Linked DNA regions of Astyanax mexicanus: region 2 is linked to region 1. Evidence: chromatin contacts called from public Hi-C data. All regions are on one chromosome and are shown on one strand. The core of a region is the stretch at or near the end of the contact, and the rest is flanking DNA. Distances in the headings are between cores, read along the strand shown. Region 1 holds the start of foxp2 (forkhead box P2). Region 2 overlaps foxp2 (forkhead box P2).

Region 1 (4,148 bases), core at 419-2,918:
TATTATTAAAATTTTATAATTAAATATATAAATACCTCCAATATCTCAAAATAATTCTAAATTCAAGCAGTCGGGAAAAAAATCTCTCCATAATTAATCTTGTAATGATTAATAAAATGTAAATTACGTGTGCTGGATTAGAGATGTGTGTTGATCAGTAGTGAAGCTGGAAATAGTGGGGCTGAAAAGCTGCCCGTCGTATTTGTCATTAAAATGACCGCGAGCAGAAATTATGACAAATACAGAGCCTTTCCTCGGTGTTTGCTCGATGTTTTAGAGACTTGAGGAAGAAAACTGTCCTGAATTATTTATATCAAATTACCATGGCAGTCAACACTGCAGGATCAGGGATTTAACCTGCGATTAGCACAAATCTGCCCGTCTGAAAACTTTCTCTCCCTGTTCAACACAAAGGTCAGTGCGCGAGTCTGAATGAGGAAAACCTGCCTGCTTTAGCTAAATATTCATATGTAACGTAAACGTGCAATATGTAAATATGCAAATAATACTGTAGTTCTGTACAGTGAGATTAACGTTGTGATCAGTAAGTAGCTCAAATAATTGTGTGCTGTGGTTTGTGTTGATAGTAACATTCAGATAGATTCAGAAAGACGACTTGCATTTTTTTTGTCTTTTAGCTGTTTTGTGTCATTGTGATATTAACTATTTTGTGCTAAATACAATTTTCATAATAAAATAAGCACAGAAAAAGGCTATAGCCTGAAATAAGCAACAATATTTCAATTTGTTAAAAAAAAGAAGAATATATATACGTAATTCTATACGTAAAGCTTATTTATGCATATATAAGCACACACACACACACACACACACACACATACATATACAGCTCTGACAAAAATAAGAGATAACTTAAAAATGATGAGTCTTTTTGATTTAACCAAACTGAAAACCTCTTAAGAGTTAGATTGATAATCACAAGCCATCAAACCAAGCTGATAACGTTATTCAAAAGCAGTGTGTAAGACTGGTGGAGGAGAACATGCCAAGATGCATGAAAACTGTGTTTAAAAACCAGGGTCATTCCACCAAATATTTGGTGGATTTCTGAAATCAATATTCAAAACTGTATAATATGAACTTGTTTTCTTTGCATAATTTGAGGTCTGAAAGCTCTGCATCTTTTTTTTTGTTATTTCTGTTATTTCTCGATTTCTGCAAATACATGCTTTAAATGATAGTATATTTATTTGGAATTTGGGAGAAATGTTGTCTGTAGTTTATAGAATAAACTAAAAATATTCATTTTACTCAAACATAAATACCTATAAAGAGAAAAATCATTTTTTTATTTTTGTATTTTCCAGAGCTATATAATATAAACTGTATATAATTCTAATTAAACATGCAGAAATGCTGTTCTATTGTACTCTTTGCTTTGTGTACCACTGAGGCTTTGAAAGCTCAGTAAATCAGTGGATTACTTTATTAGCTGGTAATAAAACAACCTAAACTCTGAAAGTCTCTAAACTCTGATTTTTTTTTTAATTTTTGTTGTTGTTGTTTGTTGTTTACAGAGCAGGTGGACGTGACGTCACTTGGGGGGGTCGCAGCACTCCAAAAAATAACAAAAAACCTCCTCCGCGGAGGAGCCTCCCCTGGGGGGGGAGGGGGGGGGGGTCTGCTTTCTAATCAGCTAGTCCCCCAAATACTCGGCGGAATACATCTTGATGTAGTGAATCGTAACGCCAAAAAAAAAAAACAAGCTGCTGCCTCGTATTGCGCCTCGTGCGAGAGCATTGTAACAGGACTCAGTGTACTCGGCGTGCTTTTTTTCTGTGTTGCATTAGTAATAACAGCAGCGCGCTGACTGAAGACAGGAGGCAACGCGTGTGCATCTCCGAGCGGAGGGATACCTCGGCGTTTTATTTACTCTGCGGCTTGTTGTTCATTTTTTTTTAAGAAAGAAAAAAAAGCTGCTTTTATGATTATTAGCTTGTGCGCTCACGTGCGCGTTTCCCTCACGGCGCCGACAACAGCGTTTCCACGCAGAGCTTTCTGTGTTTTTTGTTGCTGCTACCCACGGAGGAAATAAGCGCGTGTTTTGGTGAGTTTCTCTCTTCCACCACACTCCTTCCACTCTTCTTCTTCTTCTTCACTGCTTTTTATCGCTCTTTTCTCCAGACTCCTGACTGTGTCTGGTGTGTGTGTGTGTTTCCCCCTTTTTTCCTCCTGTTTTATTTTTCCAGCTGCTGTTTATCCACAACTACACTTGAGTCCTTTAGAGAACTTTAGAGAAACTGAGTTTTTAAAGGCTTTTTTAAGGTAGAAAACGCTTTTATACTCATATTTAAGACTCTATATCGCTTTATATATCTTTAAATCATAGATAATGTGTAGGTATTACGTTATTTAGGGGGAGTTTCGTGTAAAAAGAAGTGGAGTACAGACTCTGCTGAAGTCTTATGGTTAACGCTAATGTTAGTTAAATAGCTAGCTAACTACGCTAACTAACTTTCTATGATTTAACGATATATAAAGCGACATACAGTCTTAAATATGAGTTTAAGGACGTGTTTACCTCTATAAGCCTTAAAAACAATGTCTCTAAAGTTATTTACAGGACTAAAGTGTAGTTCTGGATAAACAGCAGCTGGAAAAATAAAAAAGTATGCTATTTTATATAACATAACGCTATATAGTTATAGAGTTACACAGTCCGGCGTGGGTCACTCACTCAGCAGCATTAATCAACAGAGAGACCCAGCCAGAGAGATATAGAGAGAGACAGATGCAGTGAAAAAGAGATAGAGAGAGTTAACTAAGCTAGCTATTATATTGTTTAATTACTGTTTTTATCTATTAAAGCCTTTAAACGTCACTGTTTATAATAACTAAATTAAAGCGAGATTTGTTTAGCTTGTTACCAGTAGTTTGTTTAAAAATAGAAAAATGTAAAACAGTGTAGGCAAGCAGAGTTTAAAACAAAAAAAAAATTAATAATAACAGTTAAAACTTAAGAGATAAAAGTGGCTAGATAATGTATGTCTGTTAAGCTAGTGAAAAAAATGTGCAGAAAATATATATTAAATATATATGTTTATATACAGTATTATAGCTTGTATTTTTTCTTAATATTATATTAATGTTAACCCTAAACAGTAGTTACAGTAGTAGTGGCATACCTCTCCATTTCCCATTTCATGTTATTACTTTATTTAATAGCTGGTAAAAATGTAAAAAAAATAAATGGTGTATATACATTATTACAGATTGTATTCCCTTTTTTAAAGTTGTTAATTGACTGGTTATATTGAACAGTAGTTAGCTAATTGACCTACCTTCCCATTTTTCGTGTTAGTAATTATTTTTATGCATATATAGATGGCTGTTATTTAAAAAAATGGCAATGCAATCAGAACTTAATTTTATTATATGTATTTTTTGTTTGAACAAAAACAATAAGCAGGGGTACTCATGCTGACCTTAACATAGTCTAACTAGCCAGCTGTATAAGTTCTATAGTTTTTCCTCACACTGTATTTTTTAAATTCAAAATTAATTCATCAACAAATCAGTTATTAACACAAGTAACATTTAGTGTTTGCTTATGAATTGACTTTTAGACTTTTAGATTTAAGGTGATAATTATTAATGAGATATATAATAATTATTTCCTGAATTTTACATCACATTATTATTATTATTATTATTATTATTATTATTATTATTATTATTATCATCGCCATCTTACCGTGTTTGTTTGCTCCCATGCCATGGTCCTTGTGCCATCTCCATAGAGTGTACTGAGTACTGAGTAGTACTGATGATAATTGCCAAGTAATTGCCAGTGAATGAGGCAGATAACACGGCGCAAGTTAAGGGACAGCACTCCTCTCATCCAGGCCCATTTAAAGGCACTACTATAGAGTAGCTTGGTGGGTAAAGGATACCTGCAGCTAAATCAATAGAGCCTAGGTGATTTTTCCTCCCCTTTTAACTGCTAACAAGGTGTGTAGTAGCCCAGCTCCAGTGGTGACCCGTGGACCCGTGATTAGCTTTCAAGCTTTCACCTCTGTGTTAGCTGGGGCCGAAACCTCTGGTTTACTCTGGCAGCTGTGCAGGTGAAGTGCAGGTGTGTCTCACACCATTTCATCACTCAACACGCGGCAGCTTCAAAGCGGCCG
Region 2 (4,148 bases), core at 571-3,070, 40 kb after region 1:
TGTAACTGTTAACTGTAAAGGCATTCCATGCTGAGTGTTTAAGAATAAGATTTATTCGCTCTATGCCTTGGTCCTAGAATAGGAATATCTTCAGTTCAATCCCCTGAAATCTATTTAAAAGGCTATATTGTTTTTTTCTTTTTATGACTTGGTGAGTCAGTGAGCAGTATGACAATATTTAAGGATATTGTGATAAATATTGTTAAGCTGGTTCACAAGATACACTTCTGAGCATATATTAAGGATATCATCAGTACCTAAAGAACACTAAGCACTGTAATTAGTCCTGTTTGATTAAATGTTTAAATAAGTGCATAATAAAGGTGGAAAAAAATCACTGTATTAAGTATAGGAGAATAATTGAATAGCAGTTTTTTTTATCTGCCAACTGATGCATTTTGTCTGCATGTTAAGAAACTTCATGATAATGTTGTGTATCATTAAATTGCATTTTATTAAAGTGATCATATATTTTAACTAAATCGCCCAGCCATACCCAGAGCTAGCACATGGTTGCCCTCAGTGTAAGCAATGGTGGCATTGTGCACTATGGGGATATCAATCCATTGGGTGGTGAGTAGGGGTGGATGATATGGCCCTAAAATAATATCACAAAGAATTTTATCAGATTTGTAACAGAAGTCAATGGTCCACAATGCCATGATACTAATAATAACGCACTCCATATATCTCCATATATCCAGGATTAAAGTAAAATAAATGATACTAGATAGATTAAATCTGACTCTAGTAGTAGATATATAACGGGAAATAAGCACTTTCTTGTGTGAATTTTGTCTTTTGCTGAAAACAGCAAAAAAGTAGTACCCTGGTGTGATAATTAGGGGTGGGTGATATGGCACAATATTTCAGGGTATAATATCATTAATGATATTCAAAAATGTTAATAATATGCGATATTATTGCGTTCGATACGATTTGGCACACCCCTAGTGGTAAGAAGAAGAAAAAACATTTTTAGTGAAAATATTGACTTTTAATTATTCTGAATATAAAGTCTAATTAATTTTTTAAAGATATTATCCAAGACATTACATTTATCGGTACCACTTTAAAATAAGACTACCTTTATAAAAGGTTTATAAATGGTTTACAATTAGTTTATTAATGGTTACTTATCAGGTTGTAAATGTCTTAAAAATCATTAATAATCAGTTATAACACATAAATAGAAAGGGCAACAATGACCTGTTGTTTGACAAATAGTAAATCCACAGCCGTCTATATTGTTGCCCTTTCTATGTACAGTATGTGTTATATCTGATTATTAATGGTATTCACTCATTTTTAAGGCATTTACAACCTAATTAGTAACCATTAATAAACTAATTGTAAACCATTTATAAACCCTTTATAAAGGTAGTCTCATTTTAAAGTGGTACCAATGTATGCTTAATCTTTTCTTGCTAAAACCTTTTCTTCAAAATTGTTTACTTTTTTTATTAAGTAATTGCTTATTAGTTGTGCTAACTGATATATACTGAATTATATATGTGTAAAAACAATATTGACATTATCATCCGTAAGACTTAATGGTTACAGTTCTTAAGCTGTATTATCACAGTTACGCAGTCCTGAGTGTACTGAGTGTGTAGAGTGTACTGAGTGAGATATTTTTTAGCTGTTAATGTTGAGCATGCTGATTGCACAACCAGATAAATGCTGTTTGTAAACACTATTATTAGACGTGACCCGTTTGCACCACCCTGCAGTTCCCTCAGAGTCTGAAATGGCCTTTGCTCCAGTGCTCAGCAGACAGTGCGAGTGCGCTCGACTCCTCCTGGGATGAGCTGAGAGTATCCCTGGCCGTTTCTCTGCACATGCAACACCTATGTCTGCTCTAAGCCCTGTCTGATGACAGCACTATGAAAACATTCTGCAGTTTTCAGAGACCGGAACCCTGCTGCCCCCACTCCCCACTTTATTTCTCTCTCTCTCTCTCCCTCTCTCTCTCTGGGTAGCCTCCACTGGGCTCAGTTCCATGCAGTGAATTACCTCCAGATGTAATTCCTTTCCCCGCCCTCGCCGAATTAGTGGCTAGTAAAAATTAGGTTTAAATTAGCAGCGGCATGGAGAACGGTTAGGTTTGAAATTTCCATATAATGAGTTTATTATTCTTTGGTGGGATGCCATTTTCTTGAATTAATTTTCCTTCGTTTTCTTTTTTTTTTACGTTTTTTTTCCCCTCTTTTGCTTTAATTTGTGTCTGTTTGAATAGACTTAAACTGCTGAATGGATGAGGTCAATGGTAGTACTGAGCCCTGATGTAATGTGAGAGTATCCTGGATCCCCTCTCTCTCTCTCTCTTTCTCTCTCTCTCTCTCTCTCTCTCTCTCTCTCTAGCTCTTTCTCTCTCTCTTGCTTTAACTCTTTCTCTCTCCTCCTTTTTTTCTCATTGCACTGAACTTGCTCTTAATTCCTGTGGATCTGATGGCGAAGTCAAATGCACAAGTATATTATTTCTTGTCACTTACTCAGTCTCGTTTTTTTTTTTCTTCCTCCCCCCTCTCTTTTGTCTTTTGCTTTCCCGCTCTCTCTCTATTTATTTAACAGTGCTCAGCCAAAATGGATGAGTGTATTTGGAGGGTTTTTTTGTTGTTTTTATTTGTCAGCGCACTGAATGTGTCGAGTGGCTGTTATCCAGTCCTCATCGCATATCCTTTCATCTGATTATAAGTTTGGCAGCCTTGAGCGTATCAAGTCCTGTCACCTACGTTTTCCCCCAATGTGAATCTAATACAAATTGCAGCCTTTACAATATGATAATATCTTGTGTGTGAAAAGGGAAGTAGGCTGTCATGCAGCACGCTTTCATCTTGCTCCAATCTGCTGCATAATAGGTAAACTGCTGTGAGGTGTACTTGCTTGTATAAATTTACCCACACAGTCAAGTCTTTGATTTCATCAACTCGTCTAATTCAAATGCGCTTTTGAAGAAACCCACATTTTAAGGGAAGGTGCAGAAGAGCCAATTTAACCTGGAGTGTCTGTCGCGTTCGCCGGGGCTTTCTGTTTGAAGTGGCCGGTCAGCTTGAACTGTCTGACTTCTATCATTTCTGTCTCTTTTATTTCTCTGCTGTAATGTATACTTCAATTCTCCCTGCAGCTGCTGGAGTGGTGCAGGTATCATTAAGCACGAGAGAGAGAGAGAAAGAGAGAGAGAGAGAGACTGAGGGGGAGAAAGAAAGAGAGTGAGCTCTGTGCTGAGTGAGTGCTGTATATGTGACTCCTGCTTGTGCGTGTTGATATTCCAGCCCTTACGAATGTGTGCTGGTTTATTTTCAATAGGAACTGAATCAGGGCCCTTCCCTGGAGCTGCTTACTCGCCCTGTTGATATTGAGTCGAGCAAACACTCACTCGGGGATGTCCTGTTGGGCGGCCGGCCAGAGTCACAAATGGAAGTCACATGTGCGAACTCCTGTGCAGGGATCCTGCGAGGCGAGCGGAGAGCGGCAGACCCCGGCTCCGCAGGAGGCCTCCCCGCACTCGCGCCCACTGGCCTTAATTAGCGTTTTAAAGGCGCGGCTTATTTACCCGCCTCGGATCGCGGCTTATTTTGATGTGCATTGTGTCTGTCCTGAGATTCGTCCCTGGCTCCTGTGCTCCAGGCTTGTTACTTTACAGATTAACGTTAAAGATTAAGCATACACACGCTTATACTCTGCTTACTTATTGTCGAGAATTGCTCACACTGTCCCCCAACCCCCTCCCTTTTCCCCCTAGCCTTGTCTGCTGAAATATATGTATGCAAATATATTTGGACACTATCATTATAGGCTACTTAATAGGGATTTCATTAAGGCTGTGCCACGCAAGGCAATGGCAAGTTGCCATGGATACTCCAGAGCTTAAGTACAGTATATTACGATTTACGTTTAGCTCTGCCGTGCCGTACTATATCATCACTGGATTCTAATGGTCCATTTCAGGCCATGTTGATCTATGATGGAGTACATCATCATTAAACTGAAGAGTCACTAGTCCTATTATATTTATATATATATTTTTTTTTTCTTTCTTTCAATGCACTATTGATGCAGGTACATTGTATAGCTAATCTAAACAATATGAAAATTCATCACAGTGTAATAAAATACCAATGCAATTTGATGATCCACCGTATATG

Evidence for each region. A called contact is a pair of places that touch in the nucleus more often than the background predicts.
Region 2: a Hi-C map of muscle shows a contact between it and region 1, with 5 times the contacts expected there. The contact joins the enhancer-like site here to the promoter of foxp2 in region 1. A contact is called at or near these places in 2 of 3 Hi-C or Micro-C datasets (both in muscle).

The regions. Positions count from the first base shown.
Region 1 is chr2:13,825,660-13,829,807 of AstMex3_surface, forward strand. It overlaps foxp2 (forkhead box P2), which reads left to right and starts at 1,669. Exons shown (of 18, transcript XM_049473413.1): 1 at 1,669-2,068.
Region 2 is chr2:13,865,076-13,869,223 of AstMex3_surface, forward strand. All of the region lies in intron 3 of foxp2 (forkhead box P2), which reads left to right. Among protein-coding and RNA genes, the nearest start is that of foxp2, 40 kb to the left of the region's middle. Within about 2 kb of position 1,821, the one cell type or tissue checked has an H3K27ac peak away from gene starts, as active enhancers do.